Regions from separate parts of the Mus musculus genome. Here regions 1, 3 and 4 are each linked to region 2. Evidence: chromatin contacts called from public Hi-C, HiChIP or PLAC-seq and promoter capture Hi-C data. All regions are on one chromosome and are shown on one strand. Each heading gives the region's core, a stretch centred on a gene start, on an enhancer-like site or on the middle of the called end of the contact. The rest is flanking DNA. Distances are from core to core; before and after follow the strand shown. Region 1 holds the start of Oas1c (2'-5' oligoadenylate synthetase 1C). Region 2 holds the start of Rph3a (rabphilin 3A). Region 3 holds the start of Rpl6 (ribosomal protein L6). Region 4 overlaps Ptpn11 (protein tyrosine phosphatase, non-receptor type 11).

Region 1 (5,210 bases), core at 1,121-3,620, 200 kb after region 2:
GAGACAAGGTCTCAAAAAAGATGGATGACTCTTGAGATGAGTTAGCCATGGTTCCGGATCACACCCACACACAAGAGAACACCTACGCAACACACATGTGCACACACACAGAGGTGGAACTAGAAGGGAGGATGAAGGCATGCAGAAGGGTGAGCTGAGGCTCTCTGGCAGGCTGCCTTACCCAGTAAATCATAGGCTGGCAGCACATCAAACTTCACCTCCTTCAGCAGGTCGGGGGCGCTCAGCTTGAAGCTCAGAGCCCGGGAGTTGGGACTCCTTAAACTGTGGACCTCAAACTTCACTCCACAACGTCTCTCATGCTGAACCTCGCACAGCTGTTTCTTAATTTCCTTAATCAACACTCCCTGTTGGTTTAACTGATCCTCAAAGCTGGTGAGATTGTTAAGGAACACCACCAGGTCAGCGTCTGACCTGCCCTTGAGCGCGGTGCCTTTGCCCTGAAAGACAAGAAAGAGAATGACAAAGGACAGGGAGAGCCATGCTGGGAGGTCCAGATGCTGAACTGGAGTCCATCACCAAGGTGATAGATGGATGGATGGATGGATGGATGGTTGGATGGATGGAGCAAGCTGCTAGATGTGCAGGAGAATATTAGTCAGCCCTGAAGAGTGACATCAGAATCTATGTAGGAAAATAGAGGGTGCTGGATCTCCTCTTGATACAGAAGATAAACCACACCGTGAAGGGAAAATATCCATGTTCATCTGTGGAGTCTCTGTGTGTTCAAGTGTGTGTGTGGGGGGGGGGGCTGTGTATGGGAGTGGGGGAGAGGTCTAAATGAAACAAGCACAGAAGAGTTTGGGAAGGGTACAGTAGCACTCATGCAGTGCCCACATTAGCTGCACACATGTGACATACCATCAGAGAGTGAATCTCTGGGGAGGGTCTGGTGGGAGGTAAAGGATAGTAGAGATTGGAAGGAGACTATGACTAAATTAATACAGATATATGAGAATGTAGCCATAGTCCCATGGTTGGCATTGTTAGCTGGGAGGAAATATGCGCAAGTGACATCATTAAAGAGAAGATGGCCTTGTGTGATATAGAATAACATATAACATCATAGAGAAACTGAAAAAAACAATAAAGGTGATCCAAGTCTGTAAAACAAATATCATAAAAAGAAGAATTCATGCTGAACAAAGCCTCCCTAAATAAAATGCTTAGAATCATCACTAACACACATGAGCATCAGCTACTGTTGAGAGAGGGCATTACAAATTGTCACATCTCCGGATGGAGAGGTGGGTCAGTAGCTAAAACTGCCTGCTGTTCCTGCTGATGACCTCAGTTTAGTTCCCAGCACCCAAGCAGGCCAGCTCAGAGCCACCTATGTAACTGCAGCTCTAAGGGATCTGACACCCCCTTTTCAATTCTGACCAAACCTGCACTAACACATACAGAGCCCCACTCACAACTAAAAATGTAGAAATACAGTCAACTGAAAACAAGAAAACAACTTCATTTCTGCACCCTTCACAGAGTCTGAGAGTTAAGTACCAGTGTCATGAAATGTGATTTGACAGACAGCCCGGGAACCGAGTCCAGAGAGGGTCCATCAATCCAGTCACATAGCAGGCGAGTCCTGGTCTGTCCTCCGTGTCACATTTGACTTAGTCTATGTGACCTTATCATTCCTGGGGCGTGGAACACTGGACATGGAGAAGGTAGTTAAGTTACCCTAAGTCACACAGCAGTGCAAAGGTTGTATTACCACTGCCCCACCACCTGCCCCTCCACTTTCCAGAAAACTGCTTTGCCATTCTGGGCCTCAGTTTCCCCGACTCTGAAATGGACATGGCCTGGGAGTGGGGAACATAAACTGTAGCTGAGGCTCCTTCTCCAATACAGATGTGGGACTTGGGGGGAAGAACCCATCGCCAGCTGTGATCAGAATTAAGAGGAGGGATCAGGGTTGCAGCCTGGCTTCTGAAAGTCCTGTCCCACCTCATCTCGGCCAGCTCAGGCTGAGGAAGGCTCACCTTGACCCCTTTAGAGGCCCTCATTCGGCGGACGGGGCCCCGGAAGGATCTGTCCTTCAGGAGAGCACACAGGGCATCTATGACTTCTCTGAGGTCAGCACAGAAGCTGGTGTCCGGGAGATGGTTCTCTATGAACTTATCAAGCTTCGAGGCCGGGATGCTCCTCAGATCCTGCTCCATCCTAGGTCCAGCTTTTACCTCTGCAGCCAGCAGGTCCTGTGTCTCCTAGGCTGGCTGAAGCAGAAATGGGACTTTCAGTTTCCATTTCCCGGGAAGGGCGCGGATATGCAAATCATCCAGGCCCGAGCAGCCAATGGCGTTAGGGCTTCTGAACAGGTACCTCCCCATCCAAGCCTGAGCTTTCTTAAGATCCGGCCCAGGGAAGAATGTGTAAGGAAACTGACCTGGCTTTCTCGGGATTTCTTCTGGAAAAAAGGCTGTTACACGGTACGTTTTAGGAACAATCTGTGCACGTAGAAGAAGGGAAACGGAATCAGGAAACCACAGAAGGTGGCTGGTGGCTCCTGAGCTCGGCTTCCATCTCCTGCAAACGTTTTAGGCGGAACTGCTTTTTTTTTTTTTCTTTTTAAGAACAGCACCTCCCCAGGTTTTGTTTTTCCTTTACCTCTGGACTTGCAGGTCTAGGATTACAGACAATTCTAACAGAAAGCTCAGACTTCCCAGAAGCCCCCTCTCCTACTCACACCCTACATTTTCCCCTGTGGTGCAGGGGGTCTGGGTGAGGGTGGGGTCTGGGCATCCCCAAGGGTGAAGTACAGGCCGTACCACCAAGCTGGGGACAGTACAGGTCAGCAGTGACTATTAAAATGAGCTGTCTTTCAGGGCCCTGGCAAGGTTGAAAATCACCTTTGGGTGACATACCCAAGGCCTCATCAAAACAGTTTGATGCCCTCCAACCCCTGCCTCCATCTTCTCATCTCTTGTTTAGAGGGCAGAGAGAGGGCTCAGAGTTTAAGAGCTCGGGCTGTGCTTCCAGTTCCAATTCTGAGAACTGACATGGCAGGTCCCAAACACACACACACACACACACACACACACACATTCACATGCACACGCACAGGGCATGCACACACTAAATACACTCCTGAGCTTGCCTGTGCACATATGCACACAAATACACAAACAAGTGTATACTCACATGTGCACACCCGAGCATTAACCAGGATGTACTTCGATGAGGAAATAAAGAGTCTGGCCTTCTGCAAGAGCAGGATTGGCCTTTATGCATCTCCAGGAAGGAAGCCATTGCTAGTGGAGACTGCTCACCGGGCACAGGGAGCTCCAGGGGATTAGGGTGGAAATGGGACCTTTGGGGGTCTGCAGACCTAGTCCTGCTTCCCCAAGCTGGTGGATTTTGGTGGGGTGCTTACCCCGTTGGCCTCCCTGATCCTCACTGCACACTGACATCAGCACCATATCTCCTCCTGCAGGGAGTCACTCAGACTGCCTGGGGCTTCTAGGTCATTAGCCCTTCACATGCAGGAAAACAGGGAAGAAAAACAGCATTGTGGGTGGCCCTAGCAGTTCAGCAGGCAGAGGCTGATGCAGGAGGATGGATAGTGGAGGCTGGTCCATCCTGGGCTACACTACAGCTGGATTCACTCCAGAGTGTGAGGGGGAAAAAACCCTAAAACAGATGAAGAAATGAATGGAAAAAAAAAAAAAGGATCCTGCCCAATGCTGTGGCTGAGAGCACACTCTGGGCAGTAACACAGTTCTTTCCTTAAAGAAACAGGAGCGGGAAGTTCCACTGACCAAAGTTGTGTCATTCCAGGTCAGAGGTGAGCCCTCAGCACAAAGTGTCAGCTGCTTTAAATTCCTTTTGGTCAGCCAGGTGTAGTGTCACAGGCCTTTGATCCCAGCACTCTGGGGTCAGAGGAAGTTGGACCTCTGTGTTTTTTTTTTTTTTTTTTTTTTTTTTTTTTTTTTTGGCTAGCCTGGTCTACAGAGTGAGTTCCATGATAGTCAGAGCTCAGTGGTGAGATCCCGTCTTGAAAAATAAACAACAACAAATTGTTGTTGGTTTTTGTGAGCCACCAAATAAATCTGGGAAGTGAGCCCAGGTCCTCTGCAAGAGCATCCAGTGCCTGGCCCTCCTCTGAGCCATCTCCCCAGACCCCAGGTACAATCTTCTTGGCCTCATTGGGAGGCATGGTGGATTCTGAGGGAACTGGGATGCTGAAGGCCCCTCCCACAAGTGCCAGGATGGGAGGACGGGAGGCCAGCTGAGAGTCCTGAGCAGATCTGGGGGAGCACCAAGCTAATCGTGCTTTAGATAGTCTATACATTTATTTCCTGTGTGTGAGTATGTGAGGTCAGAGGACAGCATGTAGAAGTCGGCTCTCTCTCCTTCCACCACGTAGGTCCTGGGGACCAAACTCAGGCCACCAGCCTTGGTGACAAACACCTGTGCCCTCTGAGCTATCTCAGTGACTCAGTGACCCTTTTTGTTCTTGGTTTGGGAGACAGTCTCATAGGCTAGGCTAGCCTTCAACTTGCAGCAATCTCCCTGCCTCCGTGCTGGGATTATAGTGTGTCCAGCTCATCTCTACTCCGCCGCCCTCCTTCCCCCCGTATCCTAGCGAGTATCATTAAGCCCAGTGAGATCAATGCCCCTGAAAGCCTGACTGAGTCTGGGAGTGCCCAGATGACAAGGTTTAAGACCCTGAACCACCCTCTTGGCCACATAGCCAGCTTCTGCTGGGACACACTGCTTTCTTCATGAGCCCCATGACCCCGCCCACACTGTGTCAGCTCTATCTGGCCTGATTGGGCCCAGACTCAGCTCACCTCCAGCTCCCACTCAGGATTTAAAAAAACAAAAACAAAAACAAACAAACAAACAAACAAAAAACCCATGGCTTGCTGGAGATTGAGAGTTCTATGGACTAGACACATTCAACACTTCCTCCTGGCTTGAGCCTGCCTCTCCTGCTTTTTCCCAGCCTCCTCGTGGGGTGGGGTTGGGGGTGGGGGTGGGGGTGGGGGTGTACCCTCCCCAGCTCAGGAGCATCGTCTTGGATGGGTGTTGTACACCAGAGCCCAAGTATAGGGCAGGCATGTGGGATGATGTTGCTGAAGCCTGTGCCACAGGTCAGGGTTCTTCATGGATAATGCAACTGCAAGGCCTTGGGGATGTCCCAAAATCTTAATGTCAGAGACAGAATAAGGACCTGGCCAACGTGA
Region 2 (5,581 bases), core at 2,205-4,704:
GACAGTTTTGAGCTTCCCTGTGAGGGCTGGGAGTCAAACCCTGGTCCTCTGTCCAAGCAGCGAGCACTCCTAACTGTTTCTCCAGCTTCTCCCGCCTCCCCCCAAACTGATTTTGGTCAGAGTTTAAAATATCACAGTGAAGCCGAAACTAGAAAACACATGCTTAGCTCATGGATGCACATACACACACACACACACACACACACGCACACACACACACACAGGCACACACACATACACACTTGCACACACATAAACAAACACATGCACACACATACACAAATACATGCACACATACATGCGCGCATACACACACATGCACACACAGGCACACATATATGTACATGCACACACTTGCACACACACACACACACACGCACCCCCCCCACATGCACACACACATGGACACACACACACACACACACACACACACACAGTAATAATCATACTGAGTCTGGAAAGAGCCTGGTGTGCTAGAGAGCTCTCTTGGAGCCAGCATGGTCCCTCTTGCTGCGGGGTGAATGGGCATCCTAACTGGCTATTCACCAGAACAAGGGCAGGACAATGCAGTTGGTTGCTGCACCCAGCCCCTTGGGATGCTCCTTGAGAGAGCTCTGGCTTGAATGAACCTTAGGGAGCAGCCTCAAGGAATCTGGTTTCAAAGGCGGCTCCCCACTGCAGTGGCTGTCAGAACTCATAGCAGTTGCTGGCTCTGAATATCTTCTCTGCACACTTGGGGCAGCGGAGGGAGTTGGAGACTGAGCAGGGAGCTGGCTAGGTGGGTGAGTCCCCCTGAGAAGAGGATGTTCCTAGAGGGCAGACACCCAGGAGGGTGCTGAGCTGAGGTTTAGCCATATTACTTTATACATTCTGTGAAAAAAAAACCTGTTTCAGTGGAGACTTGGGCAGGAGCCCAGCCTGCAAAAGCAGCTAGAAGCATCCAGTTAAATCAGGCTCTATAGGGTATTTTTTTTTAACTCTTGCTTGGGAGGTTTAGAGGACCTGATTGGACAAGAGGATGATAAAGACACAGATGTTGCAGGCAGATTTCCTCTCCTGTTAGCTGCTGCCTGGCTGTGCGACTTTGGGGGCTTTCCCCTCTTCCTCTGGGTTTCTCCTCTGAAGCTGGACGGCTTAACCCCACTCCATGTCATTATGAAGACACAAGACAGTAGCTGTGGCTGGACGGGACACACAGTAGGTGTCTTGGCATTTGGTGGTTCTGTTTCTTCCCCAAAAGAGCTGGATCTGAGCCAGGGCTTTGCAGAATACATGGTTCTCATGGCCGAGAGGCCACGCTGGGGGTGAGAACTCCTCAGGATCCAGGGGCTGAGACTCTTACAAGACACTTGGGTTCTAGCCCCTTAATCAGCACACAGTGTGACTTTTGACCTTCTGAGAGTCTCTTGAGTGTTTGCTCAAATGTTTGTTGAGGGCTTAGTGTGTGCTGGGCTTGAGTAGGTTTGAGAACACAGGCTCTGTATCTGAACGTTCTTCAGCTCTGTCCTCCAAATCTGCTCACAGGTCTTTGACTAGAAAGACTCTCCAAGCCCCTGGGTCTCTTCTCCATTGGTGAAGTGACAGGAATGAATGTGTGCCATTGTCTCAGCTAAGAAAAGACTCAGTAGCCGTGCAGTGGTGGTGCATGCCTTTAATCCCAGCACTTGGGAGGCAGAGGCAGGCAGATTTCTGAGTTTGAGGCCAGCCTGGTCTACAGAGTGAGTTCCAGCACAGCCAAGGCTAAACAGAGAAACCCTGTCTCAAAAAACCAAAAAAAAAAAAAAAAAAAAAAAAAGCAGTAAGGTCTCAGCCCCCAAACTGTAAGATTCTGTCGAGTGGTCCTGCAGGGCAGACATCCTAGTGGGCACACTTTGGAATCCCAGCCCTGGGTTTGATCCCCATGACTGTCACTCACTGTGTAGCCTCCAGCAAGGAATGGAATTTCTTGGTCTTAACTTCCTTATTTATAGAATGGGAATGGCAGCCACCACAGAGGGGGCACAGAGACCCTCAGATGAGACATGCAGAGCTTCTGGAAGGATGTCTGGAACATAGCAGGTTCCCAATAAATAGCTGACATCACCACAGCTATCACAGTCAGCATTGTGATCATTATCTGCACCATCACCACCATCACCACCACCACCATCACCATCACCACCACCATCACCACAACCCCCACCAGCAACCACCAGCACCACCCCCACCATAATCATTGCCACCATCATCATGATCTTCATGCTTTCATTATCACCCAGATGACCACCACCACCGTCAACACCACCATAGCGATCATCTGTAGAGCCAAGCTCCAAATGGTCTCTCAGATCCTGGCAGTCTGAATCCTAGCTCTCAAAGGGAGACTTTAGTGGCGAAAGTAGTGACTCACCCTGGGCCCTCAATGGGAAACTTTACATATGAGTCCCCAGTGGAGAGAGGAACACCCCTCACTTGGCTGGGAGGTTCTAAACAGCCCTTGGCTTCTTTTGACTTTGCCACTCTCTCTCTCTCCACCGCGGGCATGTTCTTGTAGCTGGCAGCAGCAGCACACACTGGGGATCCGGGATGCTGGTGCCATGGGAACACATTCCCACTGTATATCACCCCCCTCTCTGGAGATTTATTTCCTGTGTGTAGTGACTTTACCTCGGAGAGCCAGTCTGGTTTGGGGAGATGGGTCTTTGGCAGAGGATCATGTCTGCTCTGGAACTCCTAAGATTTCCAGCTCCATCCCACTCAAACCACACGCTTGCACCAGCCTCGTCGGCTGTCAAGTCCTTTATCTTCGCCAAAACATTTGAATCAGAGGGTGGGTTATAGATCATGGAATCAGAGCAGCCCCTAGTGTGGGCTTTCTTATCGCTACCTTAGACTCATTCTTTCTGTCATTAGGAAAATGTGGTGGCCGTGTCTTCAGTTTGCAGATGGGACGTGGAAACATTAAGTGCCATCCCCAGGGGTGCATGGGGCTGGCCCAGGCTCCCTGAAACCTGTCAGATGTGGTTGTTTAAACAAACCACCATCCCCTTCAGGCACTCCTGTTTTTTGTTGTTTTGTTTTGTTTTTTAGCCTTGTTTTTTTCCTGCAGTCTTCTGAGCCTGAGTTGCAGACTTCAGCAGCAATGTGGATGATCCTGGAAGCCACAGGGAGACGCACAGGTACCTGTGAAGATCAGGGATTGTTATAGCTCATTTGACAATATTAGCATAAGTATGCAGCGAGGTGGCCCATATGCAGTCTGACAAAATCGTCCTGGTTCCTCTACTCTGGCCTCTCCCTTCCTCTGCTGCAGGGATCCAATAACTTCCCCTGTTCTGCCTGGGGTTAGTGGCCGCCCTTCCCCTCCGCTTGCGTCCTGGTGCTGTCCGTGGTACTGACTGCCAATCCGGATCGTTCTGGGGCGCCCAGCCTCCCCTCCTGGCCTCCCACCTCTCCTCCCGCAGGCAACGCGGCACAATGCATCGCGGTGGGAGGCAAGCTGGGCTCCCCTGCTCCGCCGGGAAGCGGCTGCCCCTCCCTCTGGATCACACAGGGTTCTTGCAGTAGGTGACAGCAGGATCGGGCACCAGGGAAGCAATTGATTCGTCTCTTACCCGCATCCCAGAGTTGCCTACGCTGCCCAGAGAGGGAGAGAGGAAAGAGAAGAAGGGAGAGAAAGAAAGAGACTTACAAAACCTTCCATGTGGAGTAGTCTGGGTGATTCGCTGCCCACCGCTGCAGACTCTAGCTGCACTTAGTTTTCGCCTCTGACGGGGTATTTCTTTTTTGTCTTTTTTTTTTTTTCCTTTTTGTGTGTGTATGTGTGTGCATGATTTAGGGGAATGTGTTCGTGTTGGTGCCTCGGTTTTATTTTGGGAAGACCGGGAGAGTCAAATGCACAATTTTCTTTCAGGCATATCTGCTGTTCTTTCAAGCCAAGTCGCTGGGACTTAACACCTCCCCCCCCCCCCAGCAGGGAGTTGGCAAGAATTTGGCTCCCGTATTCTGCTGCAATCCTCTACTGTCCCGGTGAGTGACATTCTTTGTGGTGGTCCCGCAAACGGACTAGGAGATCTCAGGACCCTAACTGAGATGTGCATGCATGAGCTAGGGAGAGGGAAGCAGGGAGGGTAGGGCTGTTGAGAACTGAGCATAGTTCTTTGCCTGTATTCTGTAGGCTTTTATCAGCAACACTCCGGAGGCAAATGGGGTTTTAGTACAGTGCCCAGGGAGGAGGCAAGTGTGTGCCTGCTCAGGCGAGTGAGCAGGAGAGTGGCTTCTGCCCAGCTTGTCCTCTTTGCAGCAGAACCTGAGGAAAGTGATTGGCAGCTCTCGAATTAGTTAACCCTTCATGGCCTGTATGGCACACGGGGCCTCTGAGTGTTTGGAGTTGGTGGGTGGGCATCTTGGCCCCAGTTGGGAGAGTCAGCTGAGCCTGGAATGTTAACCCTTGCCTGGGCATCCTGGACCAGCATTTGCTTAGGATGGGGCTCAGACCGGGCTCTCCGCCAGGGCTGGCTGAATAATTGAATTGTGGTGGGTTCTGCAAACTCAGCTGTCCTGAAATGGGAGAGCGGGGATCCATGAAAGAGCCACCTTTTCTCTTGGCATGAATGGTCAAGCAGTCAGCTGCCTGCCGAGCCGGGGATGCCGAGATGGGATTTTACAGGTGGTGTCACCTGTAAGAGACTGGATGGGGGGTATGTATGTGGCTCTGTCACTGAGCTCACCTTGCCATTGAGAAGGGGGCTATGACATCCCAACCCCAGGCCCCCAATTCCAGGACAAGCTGTAACCCCTATACCAATTTCTTTCTCTGATATCCCAATGGGGGTAACCCCATACCAACCTGTTAGTGAGTGGGAAGCAGAGGTCCCTCACCACCCAATCCCGAAGCTCATGTTTAATTTTAAAATGCTTTTGCCAGTAATCTGTGATCTATGGGAGAGGACTCAATTCTGCTTCCTGCTTTAATTACTTCCTACCTTTTTTGGGGAAATGAAAGTCTTTATTTTTAGCACTTCGATCCACTTCAGCCGTCTCTATCCACTGGAATTTCTTCAGGAAGTTGAACTTGGGAGGTAGGAATAAGACAAGGCTAACCCTAGGGACTGGCATGCTGGAAGTGTCAAGAGGGTCACCCAGCCCCAGCCCCAGAGCCATGAGGGGCCCGGGGAGCTCAGGGTATAAGCCTATGTGGGCAGGACACAGGAGGAGAGTGTAGGTAGCCTGGTGGTTAGCGCCAAGGAAAGGGTCCCCTGAAACCTGGCTGCCAATCTGGGGTGACCTTGAGGAATCCGCCTCCATGGGAAGCCATACATATGAATAGAAAGTGAAGAAATCTGGCTTGCTCAAATGAGATGCTGCAGGCTTGGCCATGGGTGATACTTAGAATACTGGACTTTCATGTTCTTTGGTTGGAGTAGACTGTGGCTGGACATTGGAACAGGGGGTTGGGAGGGGGTTGAGGTTCACTGTTGCAACGAGAGTGAATCCTCCCATTGCTGGGCTGTGGGGAGGCTGCAGGGCTTGGAGGGTTATCAAGGGAGCCCGGGGCCCCCAGGCAGTGTCACAAATACCGTGGGACATTTCCCTGGTTAAT
Region 3 (5,800 bases), core at 1,638-4,137, 190 kb before region 2:
AAGTATTCCACTCAAGAAGAACATATCCGCTAAACTTAAGCAAGCTGTGTTAGATGGGAACGTCACTGTACATTAATCTAACTACCATTTATCATGTAGCATTAGTAATAGTATCTGAGAAGGGAAAAGAGTCCAAGGTTATCTTGGGCTGTGACATCCTGTCAAAACATAAAAGACCAAGGATTTTCTTACCAGTCACAAGCAGCAAGCCACTGTCCAGCTGCTTCAGGAAAACCACTCTCTGGAAGTCAAACAGAGAAATGACAATTAAACCTCACCCAGAATTAACCAAAGTACAAGTATGAATACATCTGGCACTTCAAGTCTAGACTGGGCTACATGAGACCTTGTCAAAAGGAAAGGTGAGGTGATACACGCCTTTTGTCCTAGCACTGGTGGGACAGAAACAGACTCTATGGCATTCGTAACCACACCAAAACACAGCATTTACTAAGGGGTTAAACTTGTTACAGAGAACAAGAAAATATTTATGGTACATCAAAAAGCAGGATGCACCAGGCATGCGAGGACCAGGATCTGCTGCTCCCCCATGCCAGGCCCTGGGGACACTCCTCACCTTGCCCCTGTGGCGCCCAGTGAGGATGATCAGGACAGTTCCGGGAGTGATGCTGGAGCGTAGCCTTCTCACGTGCTGGCTGAAGGGCTTCTTGCCGTGGCTCAGCAGCTTCCGAGGAACATCTTCGGTGGGATAATACCTAGGCTGGAGAGAGCACCGGCACCACACACCATTGAGCAATCTGCTCAGCCCACCAGAGCTGCATTCAGAGACACAGCCTTGAAAACCCCAAGAGTCAAGCCCCACTGACAACACAGAAAGGAACCTCTGGCACACTGGAGACAGACACTCTAACCTTTTTAAAAAGTGTTTGGCTTGTTTTGCTTTTCTGAGACAGGGTTTCTCTGTAGCCCTGGGTGGCTTAGAACATTGAGATCAGCCTGCCTTTGCCCCTCGAGGGCTGGGATTAAAGGAATGCGGTTTGCATGTGTCCCTGGGTATGCCCATGAGTACATGTGCCACTGAGTTATCCTTGGGAGTGGGAGTTCCAGGTGGCTGGGAAGAGCCTGTAGCAGAGGCTGGGAACAGCACTGTCCCCTTACCCCGAGGCATCTCTCCACTCATTCCCAAGCTTTCCTTGGGGCTTGGAACTCTAACACACTTCTTAGGAGTTAAGGTCACAGCCAAATATGGGGAAGGTGGCTCAGAAGGGAGTTTCAGATCAGACCAGGCTACCCGAGGCAAAGGTACAAAGCGCATCATACCTCTTCTACCTTGGCAGAAGGCACACACCCACTTTCTTCAAGAGGGAAAACTAGACATCAATACCACAAGTTTGATAAATACCCACCTTCCACTTGCCAGCAATGGAGTAGCCAGAACCCCAGTGTGCTGGTCCCACTATGAGCTACACCCCCAGCCTGAGAGCTTATCCCAACTAGACTTGACTGACATAGCCTCTTTCAGACAAGCCTCAACCCTAACCCCAAGGAAAGCAACCCAAACTAGATCTCACCATTTTTCGAAGCTTCACCACCCGGGTGCCACCGTTCTTGTCCCCACCAACTGTTTTGGTGACAGTAGCAAGGACCTTCTCTTTTTTCTTCTTCTTCTCAACCTACAAAGACAAACCCATCAATCCAGGATCCTGCCAGACCTCAAACGCAGGAATAAGGCATCATAGTGGGCCATCCGTTCCCTCTCCTACCTTGGTCTTGGCAGCCGAGTATTTCCTTTTGTACAAGGCCTTCCTGGAGTACATAGCAGATCGGGAGTACCTGCCAATTCCTCTCACCAGGACAGGGTTTCGGCTGCAATGGGGCTTCGCCTTCTTGGGCTTTTTACCCTTAGGGTGAACCTTTTTGGCTACTTTGGCGGCCCGGGGCCGGGAGGCAGCAGCATCACTGCCAGCCTTCTTGGCCGCAGGTTTCTTCTCCTTTGTATCAGGCGCTTTTTCACCCGCCATCTAGGGATATAAACAATAAAGGCATTTCATCAACCATTTGTCAACAAGCTAGTATGAAAACCATCCTCTGATGCTTGCAATGCCTCTTCCTTCCAAACACAGGGTTAAGTATCTAGCACTATTAGTTTTTTTGTTTTTTTTTTTTTGCTAAAAAACTTTTTTGTGGTTCCTTATCTTATTCTTCCATTTTTGTGAATCAGAAAACCAAAGACAATCTTTGCTAGTGTCTACACAGGCAAGGAAGCCCAGAATCTCGAGGCTCTTCTGTGCGACCCACTTCAGTGCCAGCAGCCTACAGGCAGAGGCCAGGCAATGGTTCGGGGCCACGGGTTGCTCTAGCACGGGACACTATGACAGACCCAGGGGAACGGGCCTGCCATAAATCCAAACCCATGCACCAGCACGGAACACCCGAGACCTCCCCCTCTGGTGTCGCCCTAGGTCCCGAAGCCACCACGATGGCCCCAGCTCCGCAAAGTAGCCGACAGCGGTGCTCTCCGGTCGTCTTCCGGGGACGCGGTTCCCCACCTTCAGTCGCGAAGCCCAACGTGGCCAAGACAGGCTCAACAGAAGGTTCTGGAACCCCCACTGCAGGGTCGCAAGTCGCAACACAGGCCCTCCAACCCTCCCCAGGTTACGGCAGCCGGCAGGGCCCAGCGACCATCTCGGGCGCTACGCTCGTTCTTAGCCCCCCGCCAACCCACGCTGACAGAAATGAAGCTCCCGAGAGATCTGGCGAATGATCCCGACCATAGGCGGCCCTGGGTAGTGATCCCCGGATGTCCCCCAATTTCGGATGGACGAGGATTGGGGTCCCGAAAGCCGCTGCCACACAGACGCCCGCCATTCCTACCTTGCAAGACGGGAAAGAGAACTAAGGCAGCGGCTTCCGGTCTATAAGCAATGACGGGAGGTGACCAAGATCACTTCCTTCCTGTATGGGGCATCATGGGAAATGTAGTTTTTCTTTACTCCGTGGCAATGCACCTAGGGAACGTCCCCCCAGGCCCCACCCCCACCCTAATAGGTAAGGGCAGCTGAGATGGCTGAGCAAGTAAAAGCGCTTTCTCCTAAAATGATGAACAGACTTTGAGCCTTGCGACTCATGTGGTGGAAGAAAGGACTTTACAGAGTTTTCTTCTTCTCCTCCTCCTCCTTCTTCTTCTTTTTTTTTTTTTTTTGGTTTTTCGAGACAGGGTTTCTCTGTGTAGCCCTGCCTGTCCTGGAACTCATGCTGTAGACCAGGCTGGCCTCGAACTCAGAAATCCACCTGCCTTTGCCGCCCAAGTGTTGGGATTAAAGGCGTGTTGCACCACGCCTGGCCAGAGTTATCTTCTAAAAACTAAAGGTTAGGGTTGGAGTGATGGCCCAGTGGTTAAGAGAACTGGCTGCTCTTCCAGAGTTTTTTGAGTTCAATTTCCAGCAACCACATGATGGCTCATAACCATCTGTAATGGGATCCCATACCCTCTTCTGGTGTGTCTGAAGACAGCTACAGTGTAGTGTACTCATATACATAAGATAAATAAATCTTGCCAGGGCTATGCAGAGAAACCCTGTTTTGAAAACCAAATACATAAATAATAAATAAATAAATAAATCTTTAAAAAAAAAAAGTCTGACAGTGGTGGCACACCCCTTCAATCCCAGCACTAGGAAGGCAGAGGCTGGTAGATCTCTGTGAGTTTGAGGCCAGCCTGAACTACAAAGCTAGTTCTAGGAGAGCCAAGGCTATGCAAGCAAACCCTGCCCCCAAAACAAAATAAACAAATTAAATAGGAAAAAATAAATAAGATTTAAAATAAAACTTTTTTGTTCATTACATTTTTAAATAAGCTACTATCCTTTGAAAAATGACACTGTATACCTGACAGTGCCTTACTTTTTATTACATTTTATTTTATGTGTATGCTTATGTGAGCATGTGGGAGTGGGGAGTGGATGCATGCCCCAGCATACAGATGGAAGTCAGTGGACAACTTGGGGACGCCGGCTCTCTCTACCACATGAGGCCTAGAGATCAGTCATCTTAAGAGGACTTAGGTCATCACAGGCCCCGCATATAACAATTATCCTCTACCTCATAGTGCTTAGAACGACGTATACACATGATTTCTATTGTCTTCTACTTGTCTGTTGCCTGTTGCTAGTGGTAGGAGCTTTTCTCTTGACTTTCTTTTTTTTTTTTTTATCTTCTTTTTTTTTTTCTTTTTTTTTTTTTTCCATTTTTTATTAGGTATTTCGCTCATTTACATTTGCAATGCTATACCAAAAGTCCCCCATAGCCACCCACCCTCTCTTGACTTTCTATATGTGTGTGTGTGTGTGTGGGTGTGTGTGCTGTGTGGGTGGAGGTCTGAGGACAACTTACAACCACTTTTGTTGTCCCACAGTGTGGGTCCCATGAATGGAACTCAGAACTTTGTAGCAAGCACCTGACCCACTGAGCCATGTCTGTGGCCCTTCAATTCGGCTCTAAACCCCATCTTCATGGTTGAGTCTCCAGGAATCTCTTCCCTTTCTCTGGCTGTGGTTAAAGGTGAAAGAGGGAGTGGTGGGCTGCCTCTAAAGACCTCATGACACTGAAGACCACAGAAAACAGAGCACTGTGAAGACCTCAGAGTACAATCCGATTCTCTCTCTCTTCCCCAGCCCTTCTGGTTTTTCTTTTTGAAATATTTATTTAATGTATGAGTGCTCTATCTGCATATATACCTACAGGCCAGAAGAGGGCATCAGATCCTGTTATAAATAATTGTGAGCCATCATGTGGTTGCTGGGAATTGAACTCAGGACCTCTGGAAGGACAGTCAGTGCTCCTAACTGCTTTGTCAAGACAGCATCTATAGACCAGGCTGAACTTGAACAAAGCTTCTGCCTGTCAAGTACTAAGATCAAAGGCATGCTGTACCATGCCCATCTCAAGTCTTATTATCAATTGTTGAATTTTATGACATTTACTGTCCAAGCAGAGTCTTAAGAAGAAATTTAAGCCGGGCGTGGTGGCGCACACCTTTAATCCCAGCACTTGGGAGGCAGAGGCAGGCGGATTTCTGAGTTCGAGGCCAGCCTGGTCTACAGAGCGAGTTCTAGGACAGCCAGGACTACACAGAGAAACCCTGTCTCGAAAAGCCAAAAAAAAAAAAAAAAAGTTAATTATTCTATTATTTAGCTACTAGTTAGTGTGTGTTTGTGTGTGTGTTTCCAGAGGAAAGTACTTCTTGGCCTTTGTTGCTATCCCAGCACTTGGGAGGCAGAGGCAGGCAGATTTCTGAGTTCAATGCTAGGCTGGTCTATAGAGTGAGTTCCAGGACAGTCAGGACTACACAAAGAAACCCTGTCTCGAAAAAGAGAAAAAAAAAAAAACAACAATAAAAAAAAGCCTGACCATGTCAGAGTCTTTCACTCACCTGGTCGGCTTGTTAAATGATCTGATACTGAAGTAAATGCATAACTGATCCCCCTCTTGTGTTTGGATGTGGTATTGCAGAATTCATGACCATAAGGTAAAAAATATTAACTTCCTGCTTCTAACTTTTTTGAAACAGGGTCTCACTGTTCAGCTCTGGCTGTCTCAGAGCACTCTGTATGGACCAGGCTGGCCTCAAACTTCCAGAGATCCTCCTGCGCCTGCCTCCCAAATGCTGGGATTGAACATGTGAACTACCACACCCAGTAAGTACCTGCTTTTACTTTTATTTTTTCTAGTATTTATCTATTTTATCATTTGTGTAACTGTCTCAAATAATAATAATAATAATAGCAACAACAACAATAACAATAACAACAATAAATAAAGTAAAAAATCCTGCCGGGCG
Region 4 (5,261 bases), core at 2,676-5,175, 130 kb before region 2:
CTCCAGACTTGCAGAGTAGGCTGCAGGAGGGACAGCAGGGCAGCTGTCAGGGAGGCTTGGCAGAGGGCCGTGACCCAGTGTATTGTGGGTAGGCTGGTTCCAGACCAAAGCTTTCCCCTGTAAAGATGGAAGGGCAGGAGGAGAGCCTAGGGCTGATGGTGAGCAGAAAGGGCTCTGTTTCCTGTGCTCTCTGAGGGGGTGTATATAGTGTGTGTAAGCCACAGGAGGTGTGTTCCTCTTGGCACACCCGTGGTGGTCAGCTTTCAGGAGTTGGTTCTCTGGGATTGTCAGGTTTGATGGCAGGTGTCTTTACCCACTGAGCTGCCTTGCCAACCCTCTTGTGACATCTCATGATGAACTGTCAGGCTTGTCAGTGTTTCTGAGTAGCAGACAGGCAGTTTCTTTCTTTTGGTGCTAGCAAAAAGCTGTTCATCTTGCTCAACACCCCCTCCCTCCTTTGAAAGGAATGTGTGTTGTGTGGCTTGTCTCTGGATACAGAGAATGCTGCAGGGCTTGCTCCATCTTGTGTACCAGGAGATTTTAAGAGGGAGGTGTGGGAGATGGCGGCACACTTGCGCTCTTATCCTGGCATAGAGGCTAACATGGATCCGTCTGGCTCCCGCCTTGCTATGACAAGTCACCTACTGTACAGCACTGATGTACAGAGATGCCCTGGCTAAGAAGGGGTGCTGCTGTGCAGTGTGGCAGTGCATGCTCTGTTTCTCTTACTGGCCTCCTGTCTGTGACCCATGAAGTTGCCTGGGTTTCAATCACTTAGTAACGACAAGGTTAGTTTTCCATGACATCAGCAGATTAAGTGCATGTAGCACACAGGAGATTTTTTTAATCACAGCAAGCACCCTTGGATGTAAGGAAGTTCACCAGCATTGGTGGATATTGAAGCCTCCCTCCCTCCCTCTGACCCCTGCCTTTCCTTTCTCTCCCCTTCATATCTTTGCCCTTCCAGCCCTCTCTTCTTCCTTTCCTCTCTTTCGTCGTTCCCCCCGCCCCTCTCCCTTTCCTTAGTGTTTCCTGGCTTGTCTCCGTGGGAAAGTCACTGGTGGCTGTTCCAGGCCAGCTTTGAGCTTCTGTTCTTCCCGCCCTCTCTTCTTCCTTTCCTTTCCTCTGGTCCAGCTTTGAGCTTCTGTGGTCAAAGTGGTCCTGGTGCCTCTGTTGATCCCTTGCTGTTGTTGTAGCTAAGAACAGCCAGGATATTCTCAGTCCTCACCATTACTTCCATTAGCTGGGAGGGCCTTTGTTTAGCTGCTTTAACCCTCTGTGTGAGAAACAGGTCTTTGCAAATGCATTTGGGGGTTTGACTCTGCAGTAAGGGGCTTCCTGGGATTTGAGCCCAAGCCTCACCATCTAATTCACAAAGCCTGTTGTCTGGCTGTGACAGTGCTGTAATGGACGTGGGTGCCTGCATGAGGCTGCAAGGGCAGATGCTCGAGGGAGCTAGAGTTTGCCAGGCTGCTAGTTGGGAAGACAGACTGCAGTCCTTAGGGCCCTCCGCGGCTCTGAAGTTGAGTGCTGCCTGACTGAGGACGTTGGGGAATATGGCCTGCTCTGATGACTCTGGACTATGCCTTGGCTACATTTTGCCAGAAGATGCTACAAATTGCCTAGCTCCATGTCTTGGATCTCCTAACAGGCAGGTGCTCCTTCCAGGCTGACCCATTGATTGTCAAAGAAGCACTCCTGGGCACCAGAGAGTGGCTTTCCATCTGCAAGGCACCAGGAAAGGTCAGCAGCCGCCGTGGCTCCTCAGCCTTTGGTTTATTTAATTCTGTTCTGGCTTTTCTTGGCTCTACTCCAGGGAAACACAGAGAGAACCGTCTGGCAGTACCACTTTCGGACCTGGCCAGACCATGGCGTGCCTAGTGACCCTGGAGGTGTGCTGGACTTCCTGGAGGAGGTCCACCACAAGCAGGAGAGCATCGTGGATGCAGGCCCTGTCGTGGTTCACTGCAGGTGACTGCCCAGCTTGCTTTCCTTTAATAGTTTCTGTTACTTAGGGGCTGGGAAGTCAGTTGTCCTTGGTAGGGATGTGACGGACACACTGTTCCCAGCACTCTGCAGACTGCTCATTCTGAGGGCAGTCCTTCCCACATAGGCCTTTGTGGAGGCTGCCCCAGGGTCACCACAGCAGAATGTATGGTTCTATGAGGGATGCTTCAGTTTTCTACAGTCTCGTTCATATGCTGAGCCAATCCAGAAATGAGTGAAGCTTTCCTTGTCGATCACTTTGTTTGTTGTTGTTATTTTGAGATAGGATTTTACTATGTAGTCTATGTTGGCCACTACCTCTGCCTCCAGAATGTTGCGGTAACAGGCCTGTACCACCAGGGCTGGACTGTTCAGTGTTTTTTGTTTTGTTTTTGTTTTTGTTTTTAAACCACCATAAATGTAGGTTTTGCAGCTAGGTTTTGGCTATTTAGGATAGAAACGAACATACCTTTCTTCCTCTGAGTATCTGCTGTGGCTTTTAAGACAGGAAGCCACGAGTCTGTGGGCAAGTTTGTATGTCCAGAAGAGCCATAATTTGTCCAACTGTTTTCAAGTAAAAGTTGTATGAAACTTGGGAGTAGAGAAAAGATGCCACGTGTTGTTCAGGGCCCCAAGTCTCACCACTGTGAACCTCGTGGTGATCCCCCCCCCCCGCACCCCCACTCCACAGATGGGGAAACAAGGATACCCTAGGGGGCCCATGCCAGGACTGAACCCCTCTGCACGGGCAGGGGTTGCTGATAGGAAGCTTCTCCTATCAGCACATTGTGTAGACACACAGCAGAGAGCCTGTCGACATTGACAGCTTGGTTCTGAGTGAAGCTCCATCACTTCATCACTCTGCTCTTACTCTTCTACCTACAGCGCTGGGATTGGCCGGACAGGAACCTTCATTGTGATTGACATCCTTATTGACATCATTCGAGAGAAAGGTAGGTCATTGGAGGACAAGAAGCCGCAATTCCTGTTCAAGTTTGTGACAGGAGGTGCCAGGAAACGTAGCCTGCGAGAGAGAATTTGCAGGAGAAAGAAGCAGTTATGGAAATACGGATGAGATTCACTTTCAATGTGTTTTGCTAAAAATAGTCCTAGCACTTTGGTCCCATCACTGTCTCTTCTGTCACCTGTGTCACATGGTCCCTCCTGCCCTGGTGTTGGGTGGCATTCTTGGGGAGCGAGGGGCTCCTGGGGCATTGTCCTGGCATTTGCTGGCATTGTTATGCGTGTTGACTCAGGAGTTCTGCCCTGCACCCGCATGGCTAGTTGATGGGAAGGACCGGCTCTCTGTCCTTGCTGTGGCAGGCGGTGCTCCTGCAGCTTTAGGGTCTGTGCTTTGCAGGTGTGGACTGTGACATCGACGTTCCTAAAACCATTCAGATGGTGCGGTCCCAGAGGTCGGGGATGGTCCAGACAGAAGCACAGTACCGGTTTATCTACATGGCTGTCCAGCACTACATAGAGACGCTGCAGCGCCGGATCGAGGAGGAGCAGGTATGGAATGAGGCTCTGACACATGGCTCAGCTCCTGTCTGGACTCGCTCTCTTCATCTGGAAAATGTTGACAGTTGGCCTCCCTGTAAGCTGTGGTCAGCATCCACTGCCTCCCAGTTGAGGGAAGTGTGGTGCCATCATCATGAGCGGCAGTCGGCTCTGCCTTACAAAGAGGAAGTGACTTTCATATGCTAGGCTTAGAACTCAGGGTCCACAGTTTCCAGCCATTTCAGCTTTGCTCTAGATTGATCTATTCTGATTCTGCCTTGTAAAATGAATGCCTTATTTCTAATAGAGCGTGGCAGTTTGAGCCACTAATTTGGCTGCATTGAAACAGTGAATTTCAATTTTAATAAGCTATGCATAATGAAGAGTGTGCAGTTGGAGCCTTTCCATGTGAGACTATTCATAACAGACACAAAGCTGAGCTAATTAGGATGCGCCAAGCTGAGGGAGATGAGGAGAGCCGTTCTTTTGGGGAGCTTTTCTTATTCCTTTCCCAAACCCTGTTGTGCTGCAGCAGATGGGTGGTGTCTAAACACCAACCACGGTTGTCCTTTTTATTGCTATTGCTTTCCAAAAGCCCAGGAGAGGGGACTTGGTGCGTGTCATAGGGTAGCAGGCTGTCTCTTAATGAGTAGCTTAAAAAAAAAAAACAGTGATCATCTCGCTGTATAGCCCTGGCTGACCTGAAATCAGTTTGTAGATCAGGCTGGCCTTGAACTCAAAGATGCACCTGCTCTGCCTCACAAATGTTATGATTAAAGGTGTGCGCCACCATGCTGGCCTGGAAGAGTAGGGAGAACCGCACCATCCTCCTTGAGAGCCAGAGGCGGGCCCCTTCCTGAGTTTAGGTACTCAAGTAGACGCGGGGTCAGGAGGTCACATGATTGATTAACAAGCCACCCATCCCCAACTTTAATTTTTTAAATATGAATTCAATGTAAGCAGTTTTTTGTTTTTTTTTTTTGTGGTGTTAAAGAGCAAACCTACGTACGGCCTCATGCACGCTAGCTCAGAACTCTGCCCCTGAGCTGCACCCCAGAGCCTCATGCACACTAAGTTAGCACTGCACCACTGACCTGTACCTCCCACCTCTGAACCTGGATGGCTGCCCTAAAGTTCTTTTATACATGTCTCCCAGTTTACACTTAATTGGGACCACTCATAGTTTAGAAGAGATGCTCAGGGAATAAATAAAGAGCTAGCACATGGTTGCTCAGCCTGGTCAGAAACATTCAGGAGATTCTGTCATCTTGTCGGGAGAAGTCCTCTGTACCATTTGGGTTTGTATTTGAGTTGGGATTGAGGGTCTTTGGCTGCTCCCCATTGAGGGACTGCTGCTTGGAGCCTTCATATTGCTTCCTGGCACTGAGACTATTAAGACTGAGGCTGTAAGTTGGATTTAGGAAATAATTTTGGGGGAAAAGAATCTTATTTAGTAACTTGGTTGATTGTGGGGAAGGAGTATTTACTGATGGGGACACAAAGCATGTGTTTCAGTTACTTACATGTTAACAAGTGAGTGTCCTGCTGATTCCACCTGAAGGATGCAAGCTTGCACTCACTGACTCGCTCACTCATTCATTCATACATACAATCATTCATTCATACAGTCATTCATTCAGCTAATTCATTTTGATACTAGTATGTGTTAGCACTTTGCAATTGTATTAACTCAGATTTTGGAACTTGGAACTTTGGTGTTAAAAAAGTATATAGGAGGGATGGGTTGTGGTGGAACAAGCCTTTGAGGCCAGCAC

What was found. Promoter capture Hi-C pulls out the DNA fragments that hold promoters and counts their contacts. Hi-C and Micro-C count contacts between places; a contact is called where the count stands out from the background. HiChIP or PLAC-seq counts read pairs in DNA pulled down with a chosen protein or histone mark.
Region 1: a Hi-C map of forebrain shows a contact between it and region 2, with 3 times the contacts expected there. The contact joins the promoter of Oas1c here to the promoter of Rph3a in region 2. A contact is called at or near these places in 2 of 39 promoter capture datasets (both in embryonic stem cells), 1 of 484 Hi-C or Micro-C datasets (forebrain), 4 of 115 datasets of contacts at active chromatin or transcription factors (T-cell acute lymphoblastic leukemia, bone marrow-derived macrophages, embryonic stem cells and 1 more) and 1 of 9 other capture datasets (adipose tissue).
Region 3: an H3K4me3 HiChIP or PLAC-seq map of forebrain shows a contact between it and region 2, with 3 times the contacts expected there. The contact joins the promoter of Rpl6 here to the promoter of Rph3a in region 2. A contact is called at or near these places in 1 of 39 promoter capture datasets (hippocampal neurons), 1 of 484 Hi-C or Micro-C datasets (forebrain), 2 of 115 datasets of contacts at active chromatin or transcription factors (embryonic forebrain and forebrain) and 3 of 9 other capture datasets (adipose tissue, liver and pancreatic islet).
Region 4: a promoter capture Hi-C map of hippocampal neurons shows a contact between it and region 2, with 4 times the contacts expected there. The contact joins the enhancer-like site here to the promoter of Rph3a in region 2. A contact is called at or near these places in 2 of 39 promoter capture datasets (embryonic stem cells and hippocampal neurons), 2 of 484 Hi-C or Micro-C datasets (both in cerebral cortex), 7 of 115 datasets of contacts at active chromatin or transcription factors (SST interneurons, VIP interneurons, embryonic basal ganglia and 4 more) and 1 of 9 other capture datasets (adipose tissue).

Annotation. Positions count from the first base shown.
Region 1 is chr5:120,809,674-120,814,883 of GRCm38.p6, reverse strand. Oas1c (2'-5' oligoadenylate synthetase 1C) reads left to right here and starts at 2,370. Exons shown (of 7, transcript NM_033541.4): 1 at 2,370-2,450. It also overlaps the pseudogene Oas1b.
Region 2 is chr5:121,007,411-121,012,991 of GRCm38.p6, reverse strand. It overlaps Rph3a (rabphilin 3A), which reads left to right and starts at 3,454. Exons shown (of 22, transcript NM_011286.3): 1 at 3,454-3,754; 2 at 3,893-4,008.
Region 3 is chr5:121,201,588-121,207,387 of GRCm38.p6, reverse strand. It overlaps Rpl6 (ribosomal protein L6), which reads right to left and starts at 2,887. Exons shown (of 7, transcript NM_011290.5): 1 at 2,836-2,887; 2 at 1,725-1,982; 3 at 1,533-1,634; 4 at 578-721; 5 at 193-241. The coding sequence starts at 1,982. LOC115490270 (a small nucleolar RNA gene) reads right to left here and starts at 2,378; the gene lies at 2,245-2,378.
Region 4 is chr5:121,141,240-121,146,500 of GRCm38.p6, reverse strand. Ptpn11 (protein tyrosine phosphatase, non-receptor type 11) reads left to right here. Exons shown (of 16, transcript NM_001109992.1): 11 at 1,817-1,971; 12 at 2,872-2,939; 13 at 3,347-3,498. Among named protein-coding and RNA genes, the nearest start is that of Ptpn11, 48 kb to the left of the region's middle. Within about 2 kb of position 3,925, at least 32 of the 459 cell types and tissues checked have an H3K27ac peak or open chromatin away from gene starts, as enhancers often do. A contact at or near this core is called in SST interneurons, VIP interneurons, embryonic basal ganglia and 2 more, where this site is marked.